7 separate regions of the Mus musculus genome follow, and regions 1, 2, 3, 5, 6 and 7 are each linked to region 4. Evidence: chromatin contacts called from public HiChIP or PLAC-seq and promoter capture Hi-C data. All regions are on one chromosome and are shown on one strand. The core of a region is the stretch at or near the end of the contact, and the rest is flanking DNA. Distances in the headings are between cores, read along the strand shown.

What was found. Promoter capture Hi-C pulls out the DNA fragments that hold promoters and counts their contacts. HiChIP or PLAC-seq counts read pairs in DNA pulled down with a chosen protein or histone mark. Capture Hi-C pulls out chosen DNA fragments and counts their contacts.
Region 1: a promoter capture Hi-C map of embryonic stem cells shows a contact between it and region 4. The contact joins the enhancer-like site here to the promoter of Col5a1 in region 4. A contact is called at or near these places in 8 of 39 promoter capture datasets (the HPC-7 cell line, the SN4741 cell line, embryonic stem cells and 4 more) and 5 of 115 datasets of contacts at active chromatin or transcription factors (SST interneurons, astrocytes, epiblast stem cells and 2 more).
Region 2: a promoter capture Hi-C map of liver shows a contact between it and region 4, with 5 times the contacts expected there. The contact joins the promoter of Sardh here to the promoter of Col5a1 in region 4. A contact is called at or near these places in 1 of 39 promoter capture datasets (the SN4741 cell line), 1 of 115 datasets of contacts at active chromatin or transcription factors (pancreatic cancer cells) and 1 of 9 other capture datasets (liver).
Region 3: an H3K4me3 HiChIP or PLAC-seq map of neural tube shows a contact between it and region 4, with 4 times the contacts expected there. The contact joins the promoter of Ralgds here to the promoter of Col5a1 in region 4. A contact is called at or near these places in 2 of 39 promoter capture datasets (cranial neural crest and hippocampal neurons) and 2 of 115 datasets of contacts at active chromatin or transcription factors (neural tube and pancreatic cancer cells).
Region 5: a contact with region 4 is called in a promoter capture Hi-C map of cranial neural crest. The contact joins the promoter of Surf6 here to the promoter of Col5a1 in region 4.
Region 6: a promoter capture Hi-C map of hippocampal neurons shows a contact between it and region 4, with 4 times the contacts expected there. The contact joins the promoter of Gtf3c5 here to the promoter of Col5a1 in region 4. A contact is called at or near these places in 4 of 39 promoter capture datasets (embryonic stem cells, hippocampal neurons, liver and 1 more), 1 of 484 Hi-C or Micro-C datasets (uterus) and 3 of 115 datasets of contacts at active chromatin or transcription factors (astrocytes, embryonic forebrain and pancreatic cancer cells).
Region 7: a promoter capture Hi-C map of the HPC-7 cell line shows a contact between it and region 4. The contact joins the promoter of Mymk here to the promoter of Col5a1 in region 4. A contact is called at or near these places in 6 of 39 promoter capture datasets (the HPC-7 cell line, cranial neural crest, embryonic stem cells and 2 more) and 1 of 9 other capture datasets (macrophages).

Annotation. Positions count from the first base shown.
Region 1 is chr2:28,504,966-28,508,785 of GRCm38.p6, forward strand. Gbgt1 (globoside alpha-1,3-N-acetylgalactosaminyltransferase 1) reads left to right here. Exons shown (of 7, transcript NM_139197.2): 7 at 1-450. The coding sequence ends at 430. Among named protein-coding and RNA genes, the nearest start is that of Gbgt1, 10 kb to the left of the region's middle. Within about 2 kb of position 1,541, at least 12 of the 459 cell types and tissues checked have an H3K27ac peak or open chromatin away from gene starts, as enhancers often do. A contact at or near this core is called in embryonic stem cells, where this site is marked.
Region 2 is chr2:27,245,862-27,249,632 of GRCm38.p6, forward strand. It overlaps Sardh (sarcosine dehydrogenase), which reads right to left and starts at 1,442. Exons shown (of 21, transcript NM_138665.2): 1 at 792-1,442.
Region 3 is chr2:28,531,411-28,534,757 of GRCm38.p6, forward strand. It overlaps Ralgds (ral guanine nucleotide dissociation stimulator), which reads left to right and starts at 2,054. Exons shown (of 18, transcript NM_001145835.1): 1 at 2,054-2,323. The coding sequence starts at 2,141.
Region 4 is chr2:27,884,254-27,887,900 of GRCm38.p6, forward strand. It overlaps Col5a1 (collagen, type V, alpha 1), which reads left to right and starts at 2,172. Exons shown (of 66, transcript NM_015734.2): 1 at 2,172-2,671. The coding sequence starts at 2,563.
Region 5 is chr2:26,901,335-26,904,699 of GRCm38.p6, forward strand. Surf6 (surfeit gene 6) reads right to left here and starts at 1,553. Exons shown (of 5, transcript NM_009298.4): 1 at 1,360-1,553. The coding sequence starts at 1,453.
Region 6 is chr2:28,581,870-28,585,156 of GRCm38.p6, forward strand. Gtf3c5 (general transcription factor IIIC, polypeptide 5) reads right to left here and starts at 1,410. Exons shown (of 12, transcript NM_148928.3): 1 at 956-1,410. The coding sequence starts at 1,108.
Region 7 is chr2:27,069,762-27,073,433 of GRCm38.p6, forward strand. Mymk (myomaker, myoblast fusion factor) reads right to left here and starts at 2,400. Exons shown (of 5, transcript NM_025376.3): 1 at 2,120-2,400. The coding sequence starts at 2,254.

The DNA of each region.
Region 1 (3,820 bases), core at 291-2,790, 620 kb after region 4:
CGATGTGGATATGGTCTTCCGTAACCCATGGGGCCCCGAGACCTTGGGGGATCTAGTGGCTGCCATTCACCCAGGCTATTTTGCTGTACCTCGCCGGAAATTCCCTTATGAACGCAGGCAAGTTTCCTCTGCCTTTGTGGCAGACAATGAGGGGGACTTCTATTATGGTGGGGCACTCTTTGGGGGACGAGTGGCCAGAGTGTATGAGTTTACCCGGGCCTGCCACATGGCCATTCTGGCAGACAAAGCTAACAGCATTATGGCAGCCTGGCAGGAGGAGAGCCACCTGAACCGCCACTTCATCTGGCACAAACCATCTAAGGTGCTGTCCCCAGAGTACCTCTGGGATGAAAGGAAGCCTCGGCCCCGAAGCCTGAAGATGATTCGATTCTCCTCAGTGAAAAAGAATGCCAACTGGCTGAGGACCTAACATCCGGGCTAAGACCCGCCCCATGCCAAGCCCAGCTTACCCCTTGCATATCTTAGTATACCAGGAGAATTCAACCACGAAAATTGATGTAGAGACAGTGTAAACTATGAGATGTTGTGTACCCACAGTCATATAGCAATCCAGCACATGATTGGTTGGACAAGAGGGAGGAATCAAAATAGACGGCCTTTCAGGCCTCCCCACACCTACCCAACAGGATGGATGTGCCTTCTCGAGGCAGGCTGGGGAATCCAGCTTTGCTCAGAGTGCCTGTGGGCTGTTGCCCTCGATTGTTAGTTAAATATTGATGTTTAGTTTTGTTTTAATCTGCAATGGTGGAGATCCAACCTGAGGGCTTGCACACTGAAGGGAAATGCTCTGCCCCTGAGCTGCTTTCAGCCCTGCCTGTTGCCTTGAAGTTGCACGTTAATGCCCTCATCCCAGCAATGCTGTTCCCCTAGCCATGGGCAGCTGTGGATGCTCAGGATTCCTGAGCTAGCTCTGAAACAGACCAGGCTTAGCTTCCCTCTGGTCACCTGCATCCCATGGTGAGCCACACTCTCAGGCACTCGATGTCTACTTTGTTACATGGTTTGAGGTAGCTTTCAGTAAAGATGGTGTATACTAGATCCTGGCCAGGATTTTACCTGTACAGTGGACTATTTTTGCCAGTCTAGATAATTCTGGGGAATACAAGCAGGCTGGATTTCTTTCTTTCTTTCTTTCTTTCTTTCTTTCTTTCTTTTTTTTTTTTTTTTTTTTTTTTTTGGTTTTTTGGTATTTCGAGACAGGGTTTCTTTGTATAACCCTGGCTGTCCTGGAACTCACTCTTTAGACCAGGCTGGCCTCGAACTCAGAAATCCTCCTGACTCTGCCTCCCGAGTGCTGGGATTAAAGGCATGCGCCACCACACCCGGCTGCAAGCTGGATTTCAAACAATCAATGTGGGAAGAAGTTTGGTTAATGGTTATTCCAGGAGATAGAGCTAAAGCTAGCTGCTGCCACAGATTGCTTATTCCAGTTCTGGGAGCCTGGGTAAGGCGGGGTCCTGTGGACAGATGTGCCACACCTAGAGGGTAGCAATGATCAACAGCCTCATTGTTCCCTCAGCCCCAGGGCATACAAGAGGTGGTCCCATTTGTATTCAATTTGTATTTATGTTGCTTTCCAGCAGAGGCAAGGGTTGGGCTGGGAGCGGCTCCAGCAGGAGCCTGGCCCTCTGTCTCTGAAGGTGGCCACGGACAATCCCAGCAAGGAGTCCTCAGCCTCTGTGTAGAAAAATCAGACGAGGTTTGTGGAGCAATGGGCAACACTCTTCCTGGACAGACAAGTTTTATGGGCTCAGAAGCTTTAAAATCACAGAGCACCCTCTTCTAGAAACAGGTGCCCTCCTCTCTAATGAGTTTAGCTTGTGTCAGGTAGACATAAACTATCCAGCACACCATGTTTTGCTATATTTAAAACAAAAACCAAAAAACACAACAGACAGTTGTGGCTCATGCCTTTAACCCAACACTCGGGAGGCAGAGCCAGATGGATCTCTGAGTTTGAGGCCAAGCCTGGTCTAAGGAGTGAGTTCCAGAGCATTCAAGGCTACACAGAGAACCCCTGTCTCAAAAACCAAAACAACAACAAAAAGGTAACCCACTACTTGTGGCTGGTGAGGTCATTTCAAAACCAACAAAAGTTCTAACAGAATTCTAAACACTTAGCCATACCCAAAGATAAATGTAGCTCTTACCCCTCCCCTCGCCAAAGAAGCTTCTTTTTGCAGCATCGTGGAAAGCCACAGCTGGTCAAAATGTAGAGAACTGACCGTGGGGTGCCCAGACCCCGTTGATAAATCGAAAACACAACCCTGACACCTAAGGCTCAGGAACTATCACAAAAGAGAGTGTGGAAAGACTGGAAGAGGCAGAAGACCTGGGCAGGAAATGGGTGGTTGTCTGCTTCAAGGTAGTCTTTTATGTTCGACAGTGGAGCATTACCTAGAAATATCTCAACAATATCCTTGCCTAAACAAGACTTAAAAAAAAATACCACCACCTATTGACAGGCCGACCTGGATGGGTGTGGTAGTTTGAATAGGCTAGGCCCCCATAGATTCATCTGCTTGGATGCTTGACCATACAGAGTGGCACTATTAGGACATGTGGCCTTATTGGAGTATGAGTGGCCTTGTTGGGGGAAGAGTGTCACTGTATAGGTGGGTTTTGAGGCTTCCAATGCTTATCCCCTTCTGCTGCCTTTGGATCAAGATGTAGAACTCTAGGCTTCTTCAGCGCCATGTTTGCCTGCCTGCTGCCATGCTTCCTGCCATGATGATAATGGTCTGTATCTCTGAAACTGTAAGCCAGCCCCAATTAAATGTCCTTTGTAAAAGTTGCCTTGGTCATGTGTCCCTTCACAGCAATGAAACCCTAACTAAGAAGTTGGTACCAGAGACTGGGGTATTGGTGTGATAGGCTTGACAGTGATTTTTGTTTGGAGGAATGTGGAGTGCTTTAAGTGGGGCTTAATGGGTTATCTTAGTAAGAACATGAAAGGCAGTTGTACTGAGGATGATTTGAACTGTGAGGGCCCGGCTCAAGAAGTTTCAGAGGAGCCCGACGGTGGTGGCACACACCTTTAATCCCAGCACTTGAGAGGCAGAGGCAGGCAGATTTCTGAGGTTTCTGAGTTCGAGGCCAGCCTGGTCTACAAAGTGAGTTCCAGGACAGCCAGGGCTATACAGAGAAACCCTATCTCGAAAAAAAAAAAAAAGAAGAAGAAGAAGGAGAAGGAGGAGAAGAAAGAAGAAGAAGAAGAAGAGGAGGAAGAGGAAGACGTAGTTGTTTCAGAGGAGAAGAATTTTCGTATATTGCCTAGAGATCATTTTTGTGATATTTTGAAGAACATGGCTGCTTTTTGCCCTTGTCTGTCTACCAGCAGAGTGTCTTGACCCTGCAGTTTCCTATAATGACACAGAGACAATTATTTATTATAGCTCAGGCCTTAGCTTAGCTATTACCCAACTAGCTCATGTAGCTTAATCAACTGCTTTATTCTAATTTAAGTTTGGCCGAGTTGCCCAGTTACCTCTCTTTCAGTACCAGCATCTGTTTCTTCTTCTGTGTCTGTCTGGCGAATTCCCACCATGCCTGATTCTTTCTCAGAGTTCCAGTTTTGCCCAGAAGTCCCACCTTTCCTCTCCTGCGCGTTATAGGCCATCAGTGCTTTATTACACTAATCAGAAGATGCTGCAGAAGGATCCTTACAGATCAAAGAGATAGATGATGCGTCCTAAAAACAACAACACAAAGTCCAGACAGTATCCCAGCTCTCTACCCCTACAGAAATCAACATCTGAATAAAACAAAGACAACCTTTACACAGTGTATAAGAAAATTA
Region 2 (3,771 bases), core at 192-2,691, 640 kb before region 4:
GGAAGGAAAGAGAGAGAGAGAGAGAGAGAGAGAAAGAAAGAAAGAAAGAAAGAAAGAAAGAAAGAAAGAAAGAAAGAGAGAGAGAGAAAGAAAAAAGATCTACCAGGATTGATGGTGCTTAGAGTCTGGGATTCCTCCCAGACCAGGGAAGAAAGAAAGATGCCTCCAAGGGATCTCTCACGCTCTTTCCTGGGATCAGCAGTCAAAGCAAAGGCTTTGGCTGAGTGGGGCTGGCTTCTTTAGTATTAAAGACTGTTACTTGGGAACTCAGTGTCTAGTTAACCGAGAAAGTCGCTTTCATCATCCACTGTGGGTGACAAGCTCTGTGTATTAACTCACTCCCACAGACTGGGCTGGCTCCCCTGACTTTTGTCTCCACTTTAGGGACGAGACTGAAGTAAGGGAAGCGTCTGTCATGGGCCTCTGTTTGGCCGCACTGAACAAACTGCGCTGTGATCTGAAAGCCAAATACTCCCCTGTTCCCTCCCAGCCTGCAGATTGGGACCCTCGGTGTCACCATGTCCCACTTGTGACCACGGTGAACCCTCACTGAGCACAGTAGGGTTAAGAATGGGTCAGAGTCAAGCCACCCACCTCGGTACCCGACTCCAAGGGGTCTATACTCTGAGCAACCTCTGGAGTGGGGAGGGGTTGGATTTTCAGGCAGGAGCTGTCCTTGTCCTTACAGTCTCTTGAGCCATCCCCATCCCTACAGTGACAGCTGTCAAGTCTTCTGTGGTTTCCATGAATGAGACAGGAAGGTATTCCTGTCAGCAGGGATCTATACATACCTTAGTCTTTCAATGGGTTCCTTGGTCTTCCAGAAGCTCCTGAGAGGTTCCTAGCAAGGAAAAGTCAGCATGATATGGATCCAATCGGGGCTCTGCAAGTCCAAACAGTGCCTCTACCTTAGGACACCATGCCAGGCACTGCATACATGCCAGAGGAGCCTCCTTCCTCTGCAAACTATGCCCAGTGCCAATGCTGCTGGCCCAAGGAGCTGCCACGTGCTCCTTCCTTGCCAGCCCAGCTAGTCAGAGCAGGGGTGGGGGGTGGGGCAGCCAGGCCCCCAGCCTGCTCCTCCTCCTTCAGAACAGGTACTTCATTAACCTGCCCTCTGGCCTCTGCAGCTCTCTCCCTCAGCTTTCCAAGGGCCAGGGCACAGGACACAGGGAATGAGAACTCAGTCACAGACCTGAGGCCTCAGACACAGGGCCCTTTTTTAAGGCAGCACTAGAAGGGTATGAGAAAGAGCCCAAGAGGGGAAGACACTCTGCAGAGCCCTCTCATAAGGGACCCCCCCTCCTGCCCTCCCACAGTTATCCATGGCCGTCCCATCTACTCCACGGTCTTTCAACCAGAAGAAGAGGGAGGTCCCAGCTAGCAAGCAGCTAGCTCCAACCCTGCCCATGAAGGGGCTGTCGGGGACACTGCCCCTCCCTTCTTTCCCAGGCTGCATCTGGGTCTAGCTGAACAAGCCACCCACTCCCTTGCTGCTGGTCCGGACTACAACCGGGGCAGGAATGTTCCTCCCACCACCCCAGCTTCCTGGACAACCCAGCTGGGACAGCTGCCAAGTGGGCAGTTCTCCTGGCTGGCCAGCAGAGAAGGACTGTGAAACCAGAGCCCAGCTCTGTGGATGACCTCTTTCTCGTATTTCCTTCCTCATCTCTAATCCAGGGGTCTCCATACTGCTGTGATGACCCTGGGCATCCTGCCTTCCCAACCTTGCCTACCCTGGTTCCCCACCCCCGAAGCCAGCTCCATCTGTAGTTGGCTGTGTAGGTAGACTTGAGGCCCCTGGTGAGATCATCTTGGCACTAGTCTATGTTTCCAACCCCAGCTTGCTCACTCCTGGGATCAGACAGGCTATGGAGGAAGTCAGGCAGCTGCCCATAGTCTGTGCCCATTCCAGGTGTATGTTTCAAAACCTCTGGATATCCAAAGAATCAGAGGAGGTACTAGAGATGGGGTGCTGGAATTCACAACTAGATACTTTTACTGGCACAGAGCTGTCCATCTATGTGCCTTGCTGTCAGCTTGTCTCTAACGTACATTTACTGAGCACCTACTGCATACAAAGTAGCTCCTGGGAACCCAGGTCTGGCATCCAGGGGCTTATGAACCAGAAAGCAAAGATGGAGGGAGGGGCCCCCTCATGGCTGCCCACGGAGCTGCTCATTTCAGAAAGGGAGCAGAAACTTTCTGGTTAACCACTGTTGCCAAAGGTCTCAATCTCTGCCTTGAGGCTGGTTGCTGGCCCCACCAGCATGAGACTTCTTCGGGACAATGTGGGATCCCGAGATAAGGGACCCCTGACCTGCCCACGTGTAGCTTATCCCAACAAACCCAAACAAAACTGAGGTCAGGCTCTGCTCACCAGACAAGCTGACTAGAGAGAAGGAGGTAAAAACCTTGCCTAAGCCTTCTTCTGTGTCCCAGCCTCCGTGGTGTGTGAGGGACAGACACCTAGTTAATATAGCCCTGGGGCAATGGCTGGGCCAGGCAAACTCTAACAGTTGCATAATCACCAGGACTTTGGACAGGGGTGGTGGCTGCAGGCTGGGACTGGTGGCTGGTCAGCACTGTAGGAGTTGTTGTTGACCCCAGCATGTTATCCTGCGCAGGTCAAGGAGAGGGAGGCTGTGCCCATGAGTGCTGAAGGGCACAGCTCATATCCAGGGTCTAAAGGGCAAGGTCCTTCTGACACTGGCATGGATGTAGGCTGCTCTCCTCATCTCTCCTGCCACCAGGCAGAATTGTGGTCCAACCTACCCTATCCCATCCTCCACCCCGCCCTACTCCCACAATCCCATTCCACCTTATTCCCCCTTTGTTAGACTAGAGTCACAGAACTTATGGAGTGTCTAAGGGGATTTATTGTAACGACTTACAGTCTGCAGTCCAACTAACCCAACAATGGGCAGCTGCGAATGGGAAGTCCAAGAATCTAGTAGTTGCTCAGTTCCAGGAGGCTGGATGTTTCTGTTGGTCTTCTGTGTAAGCTGGAATCCTGAAGAAGCAGGTTCCAACAGATGTGCTAGCAAATAATTGCAAGCAGGCGAAGAAGAGTGAGTCTTTCTTCTCCCAATGTCCTTATGTAGGCCTCCAGCAGAAGATTTGGCTCGGATTAAAGGTGTGCCACCACCATGCCTACACTTAAACCGTTCTTTCTTAGAACTTGCTCTGTCCCAGGCTGGCCTTGAACTCAGAGATCTGCTTGCCTCTTTTTCCTGGGATTAAAGGCATGTGCCACCTTGCCTGGTCCTAAGCTTTCATGGCCACTCTGCCTCAAGACCTGGATCAAAAGCACGTGTCTTTCAGCCTCAAGATCTGGATCACAGATGTGCCGTCATTTCTGGATTACAGTTCATTTCAGATATAGTCAAGTTGGCGACTGAGAATAAAGCCATCATATCACCCCACACTACTGTCAGTTTTATAGCATTCTTAGAACTTTCTGATTTTTTTTGACTCTCCTAGTTTATGGGAGGGGCATGGTTACAAAAAACAAAAGTAGCCCTGTGGGTAGAAAAGGGGGTGGGGAGGATCTTGGGGGTTATAAGAAGATTGGGTATCTGGGAGGAAGGGAGCCTGTAGGCTGGACTGGGGAGCTTTGAAATGTATAAGTACTTGTGAGTAGGGGTTGAGAGCACTTAAAGGCTAGCATGGACCTGGATAAGCTGATAGGCATCACAGGCATATGTTAACAGGAGAACCATAGGCCCCTTTTGCCAGAGAGAAGGGTAAGTGGGAAGCAACTTCACAAGT
Region 3 (3,347 bases), core at 804-3,303, 650 kb after region 4:
CCTAAGGTTGACCCTGCTCCAAAAATATTAAATGGAAAATTCTAGAATCAGATCTCTTGCTGTTCTGAGCAACATAATGAAATCAAGCCTTTTCTCCCCTCGCCACGCCTCCCACGTGAAGTCATCCCTTTGCCCGCTATACTCAAACAGTGCTTGCTTAGGGAGCAACCTGGCTGCCTGGGTCATTGCTCTGACCATTGTGGTTCACTGTTCCTCTTATTTCAGGATCCTGCTGGGTATCCTAGAGTGCATCGCCTTGCTACTCAACAGTCAGTTTGTTCATATCAGGTTCACAAACCCACATACTGGCTGGTATCTCTTCTTTCTGTGTACCTCCACACCCCCATATATTTGTTAGCAAAGCAAAACCTGTTTGTCTGTCTGTCCTATAGGCTGGATTTCCATAGGTTGCAGGCTGGTGGTGTGTGGAGGCTATCCTTCTGACTCCTGTTGTTCCCCAAGTGATGGTTAGATTTAGGTGTGGGTTGCAAGACGTTCTTCACTATCCCACATATGCTGTCCTTATCCCCTCTCTTTTGATGGGCCTGCTCTTGATAAAGGATATTCCCTGTAGGCTGGGGGCTAATCATGAGGGAATGCTTAGGAGGCCTTGGGGAGGGCTCTGCTTTCTGGGAAGTGTCTAAAAAGTCACAGCTGGTGCTGGGGATGCTGAGGGTGTGAGCCCTGTGGGGTCTAGGGCAGCAGGCAGGAACATGGGGACACTTATATTGGTGAAAGGGGGTCAGAGTAAAAAGGCTTGAGCTGTTGGCCTATGGGAGTGAGGAGCTTGTCTGTCTGTCTGTCTGTCTGTCTGTGTGGCTTTATGTCTCTGTGTATCTGCCTACACATATGTGTGTCTGTGTTTCTGTGTCTGTGCATGTGATATCCATGAACAGACTTCCCAGGAGGGAAATGCAGAGCGAGACAGGAAAGGAACTTGATAAAACAGGTGGACAGCAACCAGAAAAGCAGAGTAGATGATGGAACCTCACCTCTGCCACCGTCCATCCCTGCAATTAGTGTGTCTGGAGGCAGCCTGCCTGCCGACGGCCTGCCCGCAGGGTTGACGCCTGGGGACTAAGTATCAGAGAGAAGTGGCCCTTAGAAAAAGAAAGCCAGAATAGGAGAGAGCAGCAGGGTCAGGAAACAAAGCTGAGCTGCTGCCGGGTCCTTGGCCCAGGAATGGGGCTGGGGAAAAGCCTACAGAATGTGTGGGAGCCACTGCCTTCCTGTGATATACCCCCACACGCCTGGACTTCCTGGAGATAGGGCAGAGCCCGGGCTTCTGAGCAGCCTTAGGGGATCTCCACACCTAGCCAAATCTGCCTATCTTTTTCTTAAATCATATTCACTGGAGCCTGTTCATAAAAATACTTTCTGACAATTAAAAATTTCAAAGAAAATTTAGGCCTTGTGGCGGGAGAGATGGCCCAGCATTCACAGTTTGTTCCCCTCAGGCATCAGCGTCTACCATGTCTGCAATGTACACACATGCATGGCAAATAACAGTACACATACAATAAAATAAACAAGCCTTTAAAAGTACGCCACCTCACCTAGTGGTAACCAGCATTGCTTTTGCATAGTAGGTTTGTCTAGTTTGTGCATGACTGTGGTGACTGGAGCTGAGGCTGGAAGCATCCCTCTCCCAATGGAGCTTGGACTGGATGCCAACGCCCTGTGGACACTGAGCCCAATCAATCCTCAGGGTCACCCTTCCCCATACTCTAATATATGAGCACATAGTCAGTGACCTCATTGACATCCTCCCAGTCACACTCTTGGAGGAAGTCATTTTCATTACCCATACTTTCCAGGTGAAGAAACTGAGGCTACAGAGCTAGGGGGTGTTGTAACTGGAATTCCCGGGAAGTGGATCTGATTTCAGCAAAACAGCATCACGGGCCGCCCACACAATACATAGACTGTGTATGCAAGCGCTGTCCACCAGGCCTGCCAACTAGAGGAGGCCCACGCCCCCTCTGAAACCACTCCCCCAGCAGCCCACGCCCCCAGCTGACATCAGCGAGGCCCGGCCTCTGGCGCAGAGCGCAGGCAGCGCGGAGCCGCGCCGGCCCTGCGCCCCGCGCTGCCCCGGGTCTCGCGGCCCGCCGGCCACCCGCGCCACCGTGAGTCGTCCATGGTGCAGCGCATGTGGGCTGAGGCGGCCGGGCCCATAGGGGGCACCGAGCCGTTGTTTCCCGGTTCCCGGCGCAGCCGCAGCGTGTGGGACGCCGTGCGCCTGGAGGTGGGCGTCCCCGACAGCTGCCCAGTGGTGCTGCACAGCTTCACGCAGCTCGACCCTGATCTGCCGCGCCTGGAGGTGGGTGAGCCCAACGTCCTTTGCAGCATTGTGTGTGGCTGGGGGGTTCCTTCCTCAGAAGTCCCCCTGCTGTATCAGCCCTGGGGCAGCCAGTTGGGCATTACAGCTTCCAGCACACCCTCAGCAGTAGGTGGGGAATCAGAGCTGAATTCCCGTGCCCCCTCAATTCATCCCAGTACCTGCTCCCACTCATCACAGGTGTGACAACCCCAATTACTGCAGTCAGTCAAACCTTTAAGCCCCTCCATGCTGTCACTATTTACACGCCTGTGGTGTGTGAATGCTCCAACCACGAGGGCCTATCCTCATTTCAAACCCTTGTCAATGGGGCGCGTGACACGAGGAGGCCACAATATAGTGGGCCAGCAAGTGGTTGTGGTGGCACAGCCCTAAACTCCCCAGAGGTGAGTGGGACCTCAGGGGCCTTTGAATACCCATCACTGAGTCAGACATAGGTCTAATGACCCGGGAACATCGAGGCTGTTCAGAGGAGGCAGTGGCAGGAAGGGAGTGGGATGGGCTGGAAGATTCAGAGACCATGCCCTTATGTGTGGGTGGTGGGAATAGTGAATGTGGGTAGGAGCTTGTTTCTAGTGTCCTGGGCAGGGACACCCAGCAGTGCCCTCTTCCTTTCACCTTAGTGTACACCTGCCACCATGCCCCAGGGGTAGTGGAATCCCAAGGCAGCCCTGCATCCTGCTCTGCCTAGAGAAGGCTCAGACAAAGCATACTCGGGAACTTCTGGTCATGGGGCCCCCAGGCCTAGGAGGCCTCTTGTGCTTGGCAGGTGTCCCAAGCCAGGCTGCTCATTCACCCAGTGGTCTCATCCTGGAGGCGGCTGGGGAGGGACTCCGGGGAGCTTGGTGGTGGGCGGCCCACCACCAGCCCTGCACTCATCTGGCTTTCATTATGTCTGGCAGAGTCTCCGGCTTTGTGTGCTGGAAGGGCCTAGCCTGATCACTCCTGGAGGGGGGTGTCAAGCTTCTCTCTGACTCTGTCTGGCTACATCCCTAAGGACCCTTTG
Region 4 (3,647 bases), core at 922-3,421:
ACAACAGAGGGTAATGGCATGTATGCATGGCAGGGACATGCAGGGGACACTGGATGGAGGTGGATATACAGAGACAGGCGAGATGGAAAGAACACAGCAGAAGCACAAGACTATGTCCATGATCATGGAGACCTGGTGCAACAGTGCAGGCTGGTATAGATGGGGCCCACAGGCAGCTTGCTTCCTCAAAGACTCATGCTGGTGAACAGACCATGACCAATACTCTCCATTATCATGAGATGCCAATTGGGCACAGGAGGATGCTGGGTATGGGTTGGCTTAGCCTGAGCAGGATGCCTAGGGTGTACCTGCTGGAAGGCAGATGTTCTGAGTCTGTATTATAGCACGAAGAGGGAAGAACCCTGTGCCTGCTGATCAGCTGCAGCACTCATCTTGGCTCTGACACAGCGCATTGCTGATTTGGTGCTCTGGGTAAGCCCCTTACCCCGCCTGACTTGCAGCGTCCCCGTCTGTGGATGGGAGAAAGACCTCCCCTGATATGTAGACCTGATGCAGGTTGGGGATGGGGAGGTGAGCTTGGTGAAAGCCTCCGGATGGCTGAGGTTTTCATCCCCATGAAACTCACCAATGGAATGGCACATAAGCACACAGTATACACAGCACACACACAGAGACACACATATGCATGTACATGCCCCCACATGTGTTCATACACACACACATACACATCTTATCATTTATACAACTTACACACATACATAATTATTCCATAACAAGTACAAGCTGGCTTTTAACTCTTACTGTACTGTGACTGAGTCTGTCTGTCTGTCTGCATGTCCACTCAAGCTTGTTTCCCTCTGCCCTCTCTGTACTCTGGATAGAATTTAGGACCTTTGTGCACAGCCTCTGAGCTGCATCCCCAGCTTTCCTCCTCTATTCTGTGTACTGTCTGATGTTCCCTATAAGGTACATTCCACACTTAAGCAAAGCTTGAATTAAGTCAGTACTAGCCACCCCCATTCAGATTCAAGAACCAGAGCATGGCCATCCCAGCAACTCCTCTGACTGCCTTTGCCCCCTGACTGCCTCTATCCCCTGACTGCCTCTGCCCTCTGACTGCCTTTGCCCCTTGACTGCCTCTGCCCTCTGACTGCCTCTATCCCATGAATGCCTCTGCACCCTGACTGCCACTCTCCTCTTGTTTGGAGAATAATGAGAAACTAGGGAGCCTGAGGATGCAGCCGGAGAGAGATGTCCCAGGCCGGTCTCCATCACTACAAAATTCTTTCAGGCTGCAATGTGTTCAAAGGGAGCGATAGCTTTGTGTCTGAAAGCCTTCTTAATTCACTCTGATTCTTTCTAAACAAACCCTGAAGCCCTTGGAGAAGGGCAGGGCAGTGAGTCAGGCTTTTGCAGGGCCTCCCAGGCCTGGAGAAGTCTGGGAGAACTCCTGTCTCCCTCTGCTGTAGATGGGGAGCTGGGAGCCCCTCTCCTTTTCCAGCTGTCAGCTCTGGAAGGGGGCTCTTCCTTTTCCTTGTGAGTTGTTGGGCCACTAGGGACAGCAGTAAGGCGGTGGGGTGGGATCTGAGACTGACCTTCACCTGATTAATAACTTGGTCACTCCTTGTTCACTTAAGGCCCCTCTGGGCATCCTTGACAGTCTGGTCTGTGGAGAGGTAGAAGGCAGGTCCCCAGCGCTGTATTGGCCTGTCAGTCATAGTCTAGGGAGCCCCTTCTGGCTGAATTGCAAGTTGAGTCTCCGCCCAGAAGAGGAGCTCTCGGAACTCCTCCTTAAAGAGAAAGTTCTGTGTGGTACTGCAATCTCTCTTTTGAATTCCAGCGATCAAACTTCGGGGGTCCCTCAACGTTGGTTCTTGGAGTCTGGCCAGGTCGGGGTACCTGAGGCGGGAAGAATCTAGGATCAGGGTGGGCCATCAGGTTTTGGAGGCCGCCGCCCAGAGCGGGGAGAAAGAACGGGGGCGCCGGCCCCGTCCCACGTCCGCTCCCGCCCCGGGCCAGCCCCTTCCTCGCCGCGACTCGCCCGCTATCCCCACCCCCTCGCCCTCGGCGCCCAGTGGGAGGCGGGGACCGGCCTTGCTGAGCGGGGCGCCGGGCTCTGATTTGCTGCGGGCGTTGGGGGCGGTGGGGGGTGGGGGAATCCACAGCCTCCGCGTTGTCTGCCAGCAGCGAGGGAGGGAGGGAAAGGGGGGAAAAGTGCTCAGCGCCGAAGGCGAGGTCCGCACTCCTGGTCCCCGCGGCTGGCGCAGGACCTCACTCCAGCGGAGCGCCCACGGGGAGCGGGTCGCGGGGCAGCAGCGGTGAGGAGGCCACGAGACTAGAAGGAGGAGGACAGGGAGTGCGCGAGCAGCCAGCGAGGGGGTCCCGGCCGTCCCGGGCCACAGTCGATCCCTGCGCCGTGGGCGAGCGCGCCCGCTGCCTCTTCCAGAACAGCCACCGCCGCGGGGGAGATCGGGCGGGTGCCGAGCTTCCTATGACTCCCTGAAGTTGTCGTGCTCCCCTAGCGTCCGCCACCCGGGACGTGTCTCTGGTCCCCGTGCATCGTGTGCGTCTCCCGCTCCCCGGCCCGCGCACCCCGCCGGCATGGACGTACACACCCGCTGGAAAGCTGCGCGCCCAGGCGCCCTGCTGCTGTCTTCGCCGCTACTCCTGTTCCTGCTGCTGCTGTGGGCGCCGCCTTCGAGCCGCGCAGGTAAGAGTGCTCTGGGGACCGGACCTCGGGGACTGTAAGAGGTGCGCAGAACCTCCGCGCCGCTGTCATCTCGGGCTCCTTCGCCGCCGGCCTCCTCCGAGCCTGCAGAACTTTCCTCCTTGGCCTGTGGAATGCACCGGGCAAGACAACGAATACCATTCGTTGGGGGCCCAGGAGAGGGAGCCGGGCCAACTCCATCCCCGCGGCGTACCGCCCCCTCCTCAAACGGGCCTGCTGGGTGGGGCTGTTGGTCGAGTCAAGGAAGAATCTGCCTCGTGTTAGATCCCAGCAGAGGTGCTCACACTTTTGTCCCCAAACCTCGCATTTTCTGTCCCACATCACAGGCGACCCGCTGCATCCCACGCAGCCCTTAAGCAGAAACTTTCCTTCTGAAAGCTGGAAAGGGCCGCCCCCTAGAGTCAAGGCCATTCAGTTCCTCAGGGACGCCTAGGGGTGGAGGGGGATCCCAGAAGTTTGAAACCCCAGCTATGGACTTCCCTCTGTACACACCCTCTTGCTTGTCTGAGCTAAGTTTCTGCAATTCCCAGGGGACAGAGTTCCCTGTAGTCCCTGACAAGTCTTCAGGGGCACTGGGGAGCCCTGTGAGGTAGGCCAGCCCTACTCCTAGCCGTCAAACCTCCAAACCCCTTAGAGGTAGTTTTCTTGGGCTTTCTGCCCAAAGATGGGATGAACGGGAAGCCTGGAGAGGGCCTTGGAGTCTGGGCTGGGAGCTTCTCAGATGATCTGCAGATGTGAGACTCCTGCCAGGTTGGGTTCTCTGAAGGAGCCCTGATCCAATGGGCAGAATCAGGGAGGTACTGGGATTGTCCCTGTCTGTATTTCAGCGCTTTCAGGCTCAGGTCTGGGCAGGCATATTATTTTCAGCATCACTCTTGTTAGTTAGTTGTGGGATAAACCTCCCCAGAGCCCTTAAACACCATAGCCCAGGGTGGGAAGGCACCAGGCATGTGCTGAT
Region 5 (3,365 bases), core at 303-2,802, 980 kb before region 4:
AAGGAATATTTTCCCTTGGAAAATGGGACTTGGGGAAACCTAAACCCATGTTTACAGGCCACCATCATTCTAAATGGGCTCCAGACCAAATGCTTCATTGTGCTCACGTGCAGCATGTGTGTCCTGGCTGAGCAGGTACTCATGTGTCTTCCTACATGATACCACACAACAGCTCTCACACACATTAGGCAAGTACTCCAACACTAAATCATACTTCCAAACCTCCTTTTTCTTTTGGTAAATTTATTACATTTTAATCATGTGCACCATAAATGAGGGTGGCTGATGGGAACAATCTGGTCCTCTCCTAAGAGCTGTAGATACACAGAACTATTGCACCCTCTCTCCAGCTCCGTTTGTTTGTTTGTTTTTAACACATGATCTTAAGCCAGGCGGTGGTGGCACACCTGGGAGGCAGAAACAGGTGAATCTGAATTCAAGGCCAGCCTGGTCTACAGAGCAAGTTCCAGGATAGCCAAGGCTACACTGAGAAACCCTGTCTCCAAACAAGCAAACAAATAAAAGGGGTCTCAGTATGCAGTCCTGGCCATCTGGAATTCACAGTAATCTTTCTTGCTTGTTTGCCAAGTGCTGGTGTTAAAAGGCTTGCAGACCACCTCCCACCTGTGCCTCCCAGACTCGTTTACTTTTATGAGTGCTGTTTGTAAGTATGTCTGTGCATCAAGACCATCCCTGGTGCCACTGAGAGCCAGAAGAGTGTTAATGAGTCCCTAGAACTGGAATTAGGGGCTGGTGTCAGCTGCCATGTAGCTGCTGGGAACCAAATCTGGGTCCTATGCAAAAGTAGCAAGTGCTCTTAACCACTGAGCCATATCTCCACCCGCTCCTTTTACTTTCGGAGAGTTTCCTGAAGTTGCTCATGCAGAGGTGATCACATCCTGTAGTCCTGACAGGCAGGCGGGTCTTGACCTCGAGGTCTTTCTCCTCAGCCTCCCTACCAACCAGGCCCAGACGCAATTAACATTTTATGATTTAAGACTTGCTTCCACTTCCAAAGATAAGGAAATGTTAGCGCTTTAAACTAAACAGCCAAGAATGGAGTGTGCGTTCTTTCAACACAAGAAACACATTCACAGACAAGGGCTGAAAAACACACACGCCAGTAAGAAAACTCTTCACACTTGTAGTAGCAAGCCCGATTTTCTTTCCGTTCGAGTCTGGTAATTTCCTAACTGCCTCCCACTCCTTCAGGGCCCAGAGCTCAAGCTTTTGCTGTCCCCGCGAGTACCCACCCGCTCGAACTCATATCCCTTGCGGGGGGTCCGGCCCCGACCTAGGACAGCGGGCTCCTTACTGACGGCGTCTGCTCCCAAAAGCTGCTCGAGCCGGATGCCTTACCCCATGTGCTCCTCTGTCGTTCAGGGCCAGGCTGCGCGCAGATCTTCTTGGCCAAGTCCTGAAGATAGGTATCCTTGGCCAGGAGAGAAGCCATGCTGCCAACCAAGGCTGGGACCAGAATAGGAAGCTCCCGCGGTGGAGCCCCGCCGGAAGCTCCGTACACGCAGGTACCACCAGTAGAGCGGCGTGACCCCGCCGGAAGTATCTTATGCGCAGACGCAGCCTGGAGCACCGGAAGCCACCCCCAAGGATTAGCCGTAATCTAAACTCCAGGTTAGCAAACCAGCCAGCCAGCCCCGGAAGCCACAGTGTAAATCCGCTAGCAGCTGCTTTCCTCTCGGAGCTCAATTAGCCATGCCTGACGGGCCGGCTACTCCTCAATCTGGAGGCGTTTCTCTGAAAATGGAGCCTGTAACCTGAGAGGGCTGGGCTCCCACCGAGCTTGAAGCCCTCAGGGCCGGGCAGACCTGGGCTACTATAGCTCTTTCCCTACTGCTGGACTGAAGGTCAGAACCCCGCCTGCAGGGGATGCCCAGCATCCTATTGCCACTCCCGCCACACAGAGCAAAACGCAATCAGGTATAAAAAGACGTGGGCCACAACTAGAGACCTGAGTATGGCGTGGATCTTAGATTACATGCGGTAGCAATGAATCTCAATGGTGATGAGCCCTTAGGAATAAGAAACTACTTGCAGATGGCGTTAAAGCTACTTATGAGGAAATGAAGGGAAAGGCAAGCCCAAAGAAGAGCCTGCCCGGTAGTTTTTTGGGTGTGACCCAGCAACTCAGAAGTTCATGAAAAAAGGTGACACACAACTTACATCACTTGTGACTCTGAATTTCTAGAACACTAAATCCCCAAGCAGTATCTCCAGGGAGCTCTGGCCCTGGCCACGCAAGCAGAGGAAAGACAATGGTGCCCTTTAAAGGAGAAGTTTCGCTTTTAAATGTGAACGACAGAATTGACTAAACAATAAAACACTGTCTTTCACTAGGTGGCTAAGCTTTCTCCAGGGCACTTACAAGCTCTTCCAACAGTTAACACTGCTTTGGCATCACTGCTGGAAAACTCCCTCACTGGGGCAGTGACTTGCCCCTAGCTACACATTCCAGTGCTATGTTCTTTTTGGCTATTGTAGGTGCTGGGTCACCTGGTGACCAGCCTATGTTCCTTATAGACCCAGGACTACAACCATGGATGAGGCATGCTGATGGTAGTCAGGAGTGACAGGCTGAATGCACATACCTGCCCGAGAACCATGGTTTCTGTATGTCAGCCGTGAGCCTGGTACTGAGGGGCAATGGGGTCTGAGCTCCCGGTTTCTAAGATCTTCGCTTCTGAGCAAGACACCTCAGCCTTTCCAAGCCCAAGGCCAGTCCTTCTAAGATGCAGGCATGATAGCTCTAAGTAGGATGGCAAAAATAGGTGGCATCAAAGGTACAGGTGCTGCAGTCATATAGCTTGCAGTACTAGCGGATTCTTCATCCATTTATTTTATGTCACGGATTTACTAGATGCCAGGAACCCAAAGCTATATAAGGAGGGGCCGTCCCACTGTTCCCTCCATGGGTGTCAGGCCTCTTGGTGTTACTGTGCTCCTCACATGCGCTGCTTTGTGATGGACAACTCCTGGGAGAGGTTACCCAGCCACTCTAAGGACTTGGAGCTGTTGGAATCCCTCGGCGTCTTTTGGTGTCTCTATTGCCAACACTGTCTTTGCATCTCTGAGTCTCTCACGCATGTGTGCAGGTGTGAATGGTGTGTATATGTATGCCTGTATGTGGTGGACATGTGTGATGAAGTGCCAGCCTAGGCCTCACTCTCCCATCTCCCCCTTACTCCCTCTTCCCATCAATGTAGTATTCCCTGCCCTGAGCACAGTGGCTTAGGTGACTCGGCCACACTGTGGGTTTGGTTGGCCAGGTTTCAGGTCACAGTTTTCTTGGCTGTGGGATGATGCTAGTGTCTACTTGAAGATCCTCCAGCCACATGAGAGATGTGAAG
Region 6 (3,287 bases), core at 160-2,659, 700 kb after region 4:
TGTACAGATATTAGTACAGAGGTAAACAAGAGAGATCCTAGCTCGGTTTACAGCCCCAGGGCCAAGTAATAAATGTAATACATGAACAGGTAATACATGTATCAAACTGAAATCTGAGTGGAATTATCAACGGAAGGAGCCAGAATCTGCTTATGCTAAGATGTTCAGGGAAATCATTTCTAAAGAAACAATTCCAAGATTCCACAGAGCATCACTTTAGGTCCACTACTTGTTGTGTGGTTATGTGGCCTGTTTACTTGTAAAATGCAGATGTTGTCAGTTCCGGCCCTGGGGATTGAAAGGACTGTGGCATGTTAAAAAATAAATAAATAAAAATTAAAAAATGCCGGCCCGTGGTGGCGCACGCCTTTAATCCCAGCACTCGGGAGGCAGAGGCAGGCGGATTTCTAGTTCGAGGCCAGCCTGGTCTACAGAGTTCCAGTACAGCCAGGGCTGTAAGAGAAACCCTGTCTCAGGAAAAAAAAAAAAAAAAAGCCGGGCAGTGGTGGCACACGCCTTTAATCCCAGCACTTGGGAAGCAGAGGCAGGCGGATTTCTGAGTTCGAGGTCAGCCTGGGCTACACAGAGAAACCCTGTCTCGAAAAAACCAAGGGGGGGCGGGAGAGCACTTTGTACGTGCTAACCACATAATACAACGCCGGCGAATTGTGTCACTTTTAGTTTCAACTACAGGTGGTGGAAAAGTTCTCTTTCCTCCCGTGCCTCGGTTTTCTGCCGAGAGCAATAAGGTCAGAGCAGCTCACTGTCCTGGGATAGATGCCAAGCATGCTACTCACATTTGGGGACAGAAAGAAAATACCGCCTAGTTCACAACAGGTCCTAGAGCTTGCCTAAACTCTCCGTTGCCACGGAAACCGCTCTCCCGCCCGGTGGTCCCGCCCATTCAGTAGACACGATTCCTTTCCCGCGGTCCCGGAGTTTCCCAGCTCCTTACTCGAGAGACGCTTTCCTCGCCGCCCAGGGTCTGTAGCATCTTGGCCTCGTTACGTACTACGCCCGGGTACTCCACGCACACCAAGCGCCGTTCCCGCCGCAGGTCCACAGGGATGGCGGCCTTCGGGTCCGCATCCGGCTCCGCCGCCGCCATGCCTACTAGTCTGGTTCCAGCCCGCCGCGGTCCGTTCTCAAATGGCTCCGCGAGGCCTCACCTCAAAGGTTCCGCGAAGGAATTGTTCCGGTCCTCCTTACCTTTCTCGTCTCCTTAAATCATGGAGACTCGAAGGCCTCCAGGAAGAAGTGCGTCGCCGCAACTGTTTATTTTGCTACACCACACAGAACTGGGGGCTTTTTAATTTAAAATGAAGAGGGTTGGACAAAGGGGCGAGACGAGGGCGTATCCCACCAGCCGACCCAACCAAGACAAGCCAGGATTCGACCGGGTTTTTCCGGATATCCCGTCCAATGAGAGCTTGAAGACGTGCCCCAGGCGTCCTCTGGCCCGCCTCTCATCCCTGAGCTGGTTTTCGGCTGTCAAAGAAAAAGCAGTCCACTGAGTCCTCTTAGCCTTGCTCCTGTGTGCATGTATTTAGGGCTGAGTGCAACTGTAAATTAACAAATTGATAACTTCTTATCATCACACCTCTGTGAGTTTAATACACAAGCTTCAAAGCCTTTGTTGTCATCTTGCAGAGATGACAGTAAAATATTAGATGCACATCGCATCCCATATTAGGATGTACGCACAGCATGCTTAGCAAAATTTGCAACATAGGCTACTCACCTGTTGGTTCTGTGAGGGTCTGATTAGATAGGTAAGTCTGCTGAACTCGGTGCTTCTACCTCTGAATGAGAAGAAGTTCGGTTCCTGAACCTACAAAGCTGCTTCTAAGCTACATGGAGCCTCGGTAAACCCCTCATCCAATGTAGCAACACTCTCAATATTCAGCTGTCATCTCTTCTCCTTATGATATAAACATGATCTTAGAAAGCGATCTCACGTTGTTCCTGTTCTCAGCGGGACCCTCACCCCTCTTTCCCCCCACCACCTAGCTGTCAGCTTCTCTTCATCACTTAGGTTTATGTATAGGCTTTATCTCCCCTGGGGATCCACCATGATAACCTAAACCTAGTCTGCTGATTTCCTTGGTGCACTCGGCACTCAGACGCACACATCGGGGAGCACAGCCTTATTTGCTTAATGCTGGCCTTGCTTTACTGTGTTGGCAGCTTCCTAAAGGTAAGTATTGCTTTGCTGCGGACCTCTCAGACCTGAACACGGGGGTAGACACAGAGTATACATTCACTAAAGATGTTGTGAGCCAGTGAATGAATGAGGCGACACTTTCATGACTCATTCAATCCAGGCCTAGATCGACACGTGGCCACAGAACACTGAATCAATCTCATTCTAGAGAGGCATGTCCGTATGTGAACAGGAACCACGGAGAAGGGCAGGAGGGGAGACAAAGACAAGGACCAACCTGAGGTCCTCAGGCCAAGCTTCTGAGAGAAAGAGACTTGGTCCTGCCTGGGATCCAAGCCAGATCTGGCGCACAGACCCTCACAAACAAAAACTTACCTATCTAATCAGACCCTTCAGACTGGAAGCTGAGAAGAGCCAAAAGGATCAGGCAGCTAATGAAAGCAGTGTCCACACATTTAGCATTTAGGAAATGCAGTCTCCTGCATGCCTGGGTCTGTGGGGAGTGGATGATGAATCAGAAAGCCTGTCCTTCTAGAACTCACATTGAGTAGCAAGAACAACTAGCAAAGGAATTGGAGGCTGAGACGCTGTTCAGTGATGGAAGAGGTGCTTACTGTTCAAGGTGTTGAGTCCCATCTCTAGGCTCCCTCCCACCTACCATTACACCTAGAAAAGATAACGTTGAGGAAAAATCAAGCCCATGGCATTTACCCATCTTTCTGCATCCAGCCTCTTCAGATTCAGTTTTCCAACAGGCCCTGGCACACAAGGTGAATTTTACAAGGCTCAGAACTGGGGCGCACTAGTTTGGTGACCAACACCCCTTCAGCCACTGCTCTAGGACCAAGGACGTTCTGGGCCTTAGCTGTCTAAATGTGCTCGCAAATCTCAGGTCCTGCTCCTGATACATAGACTTGGAGAAGGGCAGATGTCCTAGCCCCTGAGATGACCCAAGGCAATGGAAAGGGGATGCTGGCTGTGTAGCAGAGCCTAAATCCACAGGAAAGCATCGTCAGGCAAGCAGCATAACACTCCTATCCAGGGCTTTGCAGAACGCTGAATATTGTTGGCAGTGTGCCTTTGGAGGAACCAGGAGTGGGGAAAGTACTAGCCTTTTATCAAC
Region 7 (3,672 bases), core at 1,150-3,649, 810 kb before region 4:
CAGCCACGTGGAAGGCAGAACTCTGTGAGGAACAGATTGTGGCTTTGAGGCCAGAGGACATTTGTCATAAGAGACAGCTGGCCCTGCCACTCTGGGTGGGGTGTGGCAGGGTGGGCCTCCAAGGCCAGTGCAGAGGCAGCTGTAGGCCAATTAGACCCAGGCAGGCAGGGGTGACCTGATTGGGGCTGTGATTTGCTGGACTGTATCTAACACAGGCCTTGGGAACAAGACCCTGGCTTATGTCCTTGACCGTGGGGTCTCATCTTGGCTCTGACCTTGGCCAGGTCTCAAGAGGAACAAATGACAGTGTGGGACAAAGTACTGTGGGGCAGACCAGGATCTGAGTGTTCATGGTGACACTGGTGGCCCAGTTTCTCTGAGACTCAGTTTCCTCTTCTATCAAATTGAAATCACTATGTTAGGCTCGTGGGTGATAATGAGTCCAACCCCACCATGGTTGCTTTCTTGTGACTTATCATTGGCCTAATGTCCTCCCCTACTGAAGTGAACTCAAGAGCCATAGAGTTTCCAGTTCCTTGGGTTACCTATGGGACCACCACAACCAGGAGGTAGACAGGTGCCAAGCCCTCCCCCACTGTTCTCAGCCCACATGCATTGTGGCTTCTCCCACCACTAGAAAGTCATGCCAGCTGACTCAGGATATGGAACACGCATGTGAGCACAGATGTGTGAGTTTGTGGGCTCACTCATTGAGAGCCAGCTGGATACCTTCACATACTCTATGCCCTTGCCTTACTGAGACCTGCTGCAGGAAGGGCAGGCCTAAGGAGAGGATGCTAGTCTCTAAAAGTTTGGCTCTGCTCTAAGGAGGAGACTAGCAGGCTGCTTGCCAACCCTGAGCATGTATCCTACCAGTGTGTGGGCCTCACACCAGACAAACTAGTGAGGCATAGTGTGATGAGAGAGAAACGAAGGTTACAGAGTGGTAAAAGAGACAGTGTGACTCCTGGTTAGAGGATAGCTGAGAGGGCCATCATGAGAGGTACTCAGAAGGACTAAAGGGCAAAGTGAGAGGAGGCCTTTAAGACAGAGAGTAGATGGGTAGATGAATGGACAGGGAGAGAGATGGTTGGTTAGCAGATAATAGAGAAATGATAGACAGATAGACAGACAGACAGATGATGGATAGACACATAGAACAAGACAAATGATAAATGAATAGATGATAGACAAAGGAGATAGAGAGACAGAAGCAAGTTGAATGGGCAGGAAGATAAAGTCAGGAAGACACAGAGCTCTGGTCAAGAACCCAGGGGAGAGCAGACCAGGGAGAAGAGGAGAGTGAACTCCTCGGGGGAGTGTAACTCTAGAAATCAGAAAAAAACAAAAAAAAAAAACCCCAAAAAACAAACAAACAAACAAACAAAAAAATTGGATACAGGCAGGAAGAAGGAAGAGATAGAGACTGGGAGAAACTAGACACAGAACCAGTCAAAGAAGCAGAGGGAGAGAGACCCATGGCGGGAATAAAGAGAAGCAGAAACCCAGACACAAGGCTTCAGCAAAGCTGGGCCAGTGCCAGACATGCCCCGAACGAACGACAGAGGAGTCACCCAGTACTGTTGCCTGGGAACAGAGTGGAGAAGGAACTAAGAGGCAGCCAGCCAGCTAGACACATAACAGGAAGAGAAAGAAGGACTCAGGGAGAGGCTGGCTCCTCTCAGTGGGGGTAGTTCCAAATTCTGGAGCTGCAGTCACCCAGGCCCTCTACCTTTCCTGAACCTAGTAGATCCATTCCTAGGCCTGCTCACTCACCTTGTTCCTCCTCAGCTGAGCAACTCATGGAACAACGTTGGTAGAAAGGAGAGAGAGTCTGAGGAGCACCAGGCTTGACCTTAACTGACACCGGGCTCTCATGGGCCTGGCCTCAGTCTCAGGTGTCAATCACCCCCCTCAAATGTCTGGCGCACATGGAGAAACTGAGGTCCACAGAGGAAGACAGATTCCAGGAACCTTCTCTTCCCAGTCACCACCCCCACTGCTCCCCCAGACCCAGACTCTTTCTCTTCCAAATCCTGTTTCTGCATCACCTGGCACAGGACAATGGTGGTAACCCTCCCGTGAGGACTTCCTCCTAATTTCCTCCTTCCACACTTACCGCCACAAAGAACATGGTGAAGAGGTAGACCATGGCCTCCATGTAGAAACGCCTCTTGGTAGCGATGCTCACTGTCGGGAGGAAGGCCAGGCTGCTGAGGGTAGGCAGGAGCAGTTTGGCTACAACTGTCCCCATGGACCAGGAGGAAGGCACTGACTGGGGAGAAGGTGGTAAAGGCCCCCCTGGTCTCCAGGGCAGGAAGAAAAAGAGCCCACTTCTTTGCTTCTCCAGCAGCCCTGACCGCAGCTGTGGCAGCACCCACAAGGAGGGCTTAAGTGCTCTGAGGCAGCATGTGTCCAGTGACACACGGAGAAGGTCCAACAGCTGATGTACCATGTGGTATGCACTTGCCTCTAATATATTCTCTCTCTCTCTCTCTCTCTCTCTCTCTCTCTCTCTCTCTCTCTCTCTCTGTCTCTCTCCTTCTCCATCCCCCTCTCCCTTTCTTCCTGAGGAATTCCCCCAAGGAAGCCATGTTTCTTTTTTGGAAGTCTTGGGGACAAGTTCCTATGAATGTGACCTCCTACCTCCTGGTCATTTTCTATCAGGGTCCTTGTCCCAGGATGAACATGGCAAGGGTCCTACTATTTGGGTCACACATCAGAGGGGTGCTGGAGACTAGGAAACTTAGTTTAGTCAGTTCTGGTCACTCCAAAGACCTGCAGATAGGCTTCACCTTTTCCTGGCCCACAGCCTTCTTTACCAGCTGCTGGCCTGTAACAGCTCTCTGCTCGGCTACATTGTGTCTTACCTTGCTAAGTTAGTGGCCAGGGCCCCTCAGCATTCCAAAGCTGCTGCCTGGACTTTTAAGCTCTCATTCCCTCTTTTTACAGCTCCTTGGGCTGACTTCAGGAAATCACCTTCTCCTGTTGCAAAATGTCTTAGGGGAACTGTCTGGCAGGCACCCCTCAGCCCCCAGCCAAGGAACAATGGTGTGTGGTCCGAGTTTCCCAGGCCGACTCTTTCTCGGGTTTACTTATGATCAGCTCCTAATGCTGTCTGTCACTGTACACAGGGTTTAAACCCATAGTCTGAAGGCTTCCGTCAGGTGCCTTTACCTGTACAACCCTCAGTGTTCACTCCCAGTGCTCTGGGATGGGACAGTCCTTTAATCCCTTCTTGGTAAGCTGTCCCTTGCTCCCCAGCAGAGGCAGCCACCACTATTGATTTCTGCCAGGGCCTGGACTTAATCAGTGGCTCACACACTGAGCACACTCCAGGTCCTGGCTCCTTTTCTTTCACCTGCACAATGACCCTGAGATCTATCCTTACTGTTCTACTGCAGTTCCTTTGGTGGCTGGGTGGGCTAGAAGGCTATCCCTTACTTCCATCCCCCTAGTACCTAGACCTTGAGCTATAGCAGGTTCAAGGACCAATACATACTTAGCGGGGAGCTGAGGTTGTGGGCTTCCCTGCTCTGTGAAGGCCTGGCTGCTCCATTCCCCACCCCCCATTCGACTACCAGCTCCCACATCCCTTTCCGGAAGCACCTTGTCTCAAGTTGTCTGAGGCCCATGCTCATAATGAAATATAACTTGAGACACCTGGTCTTG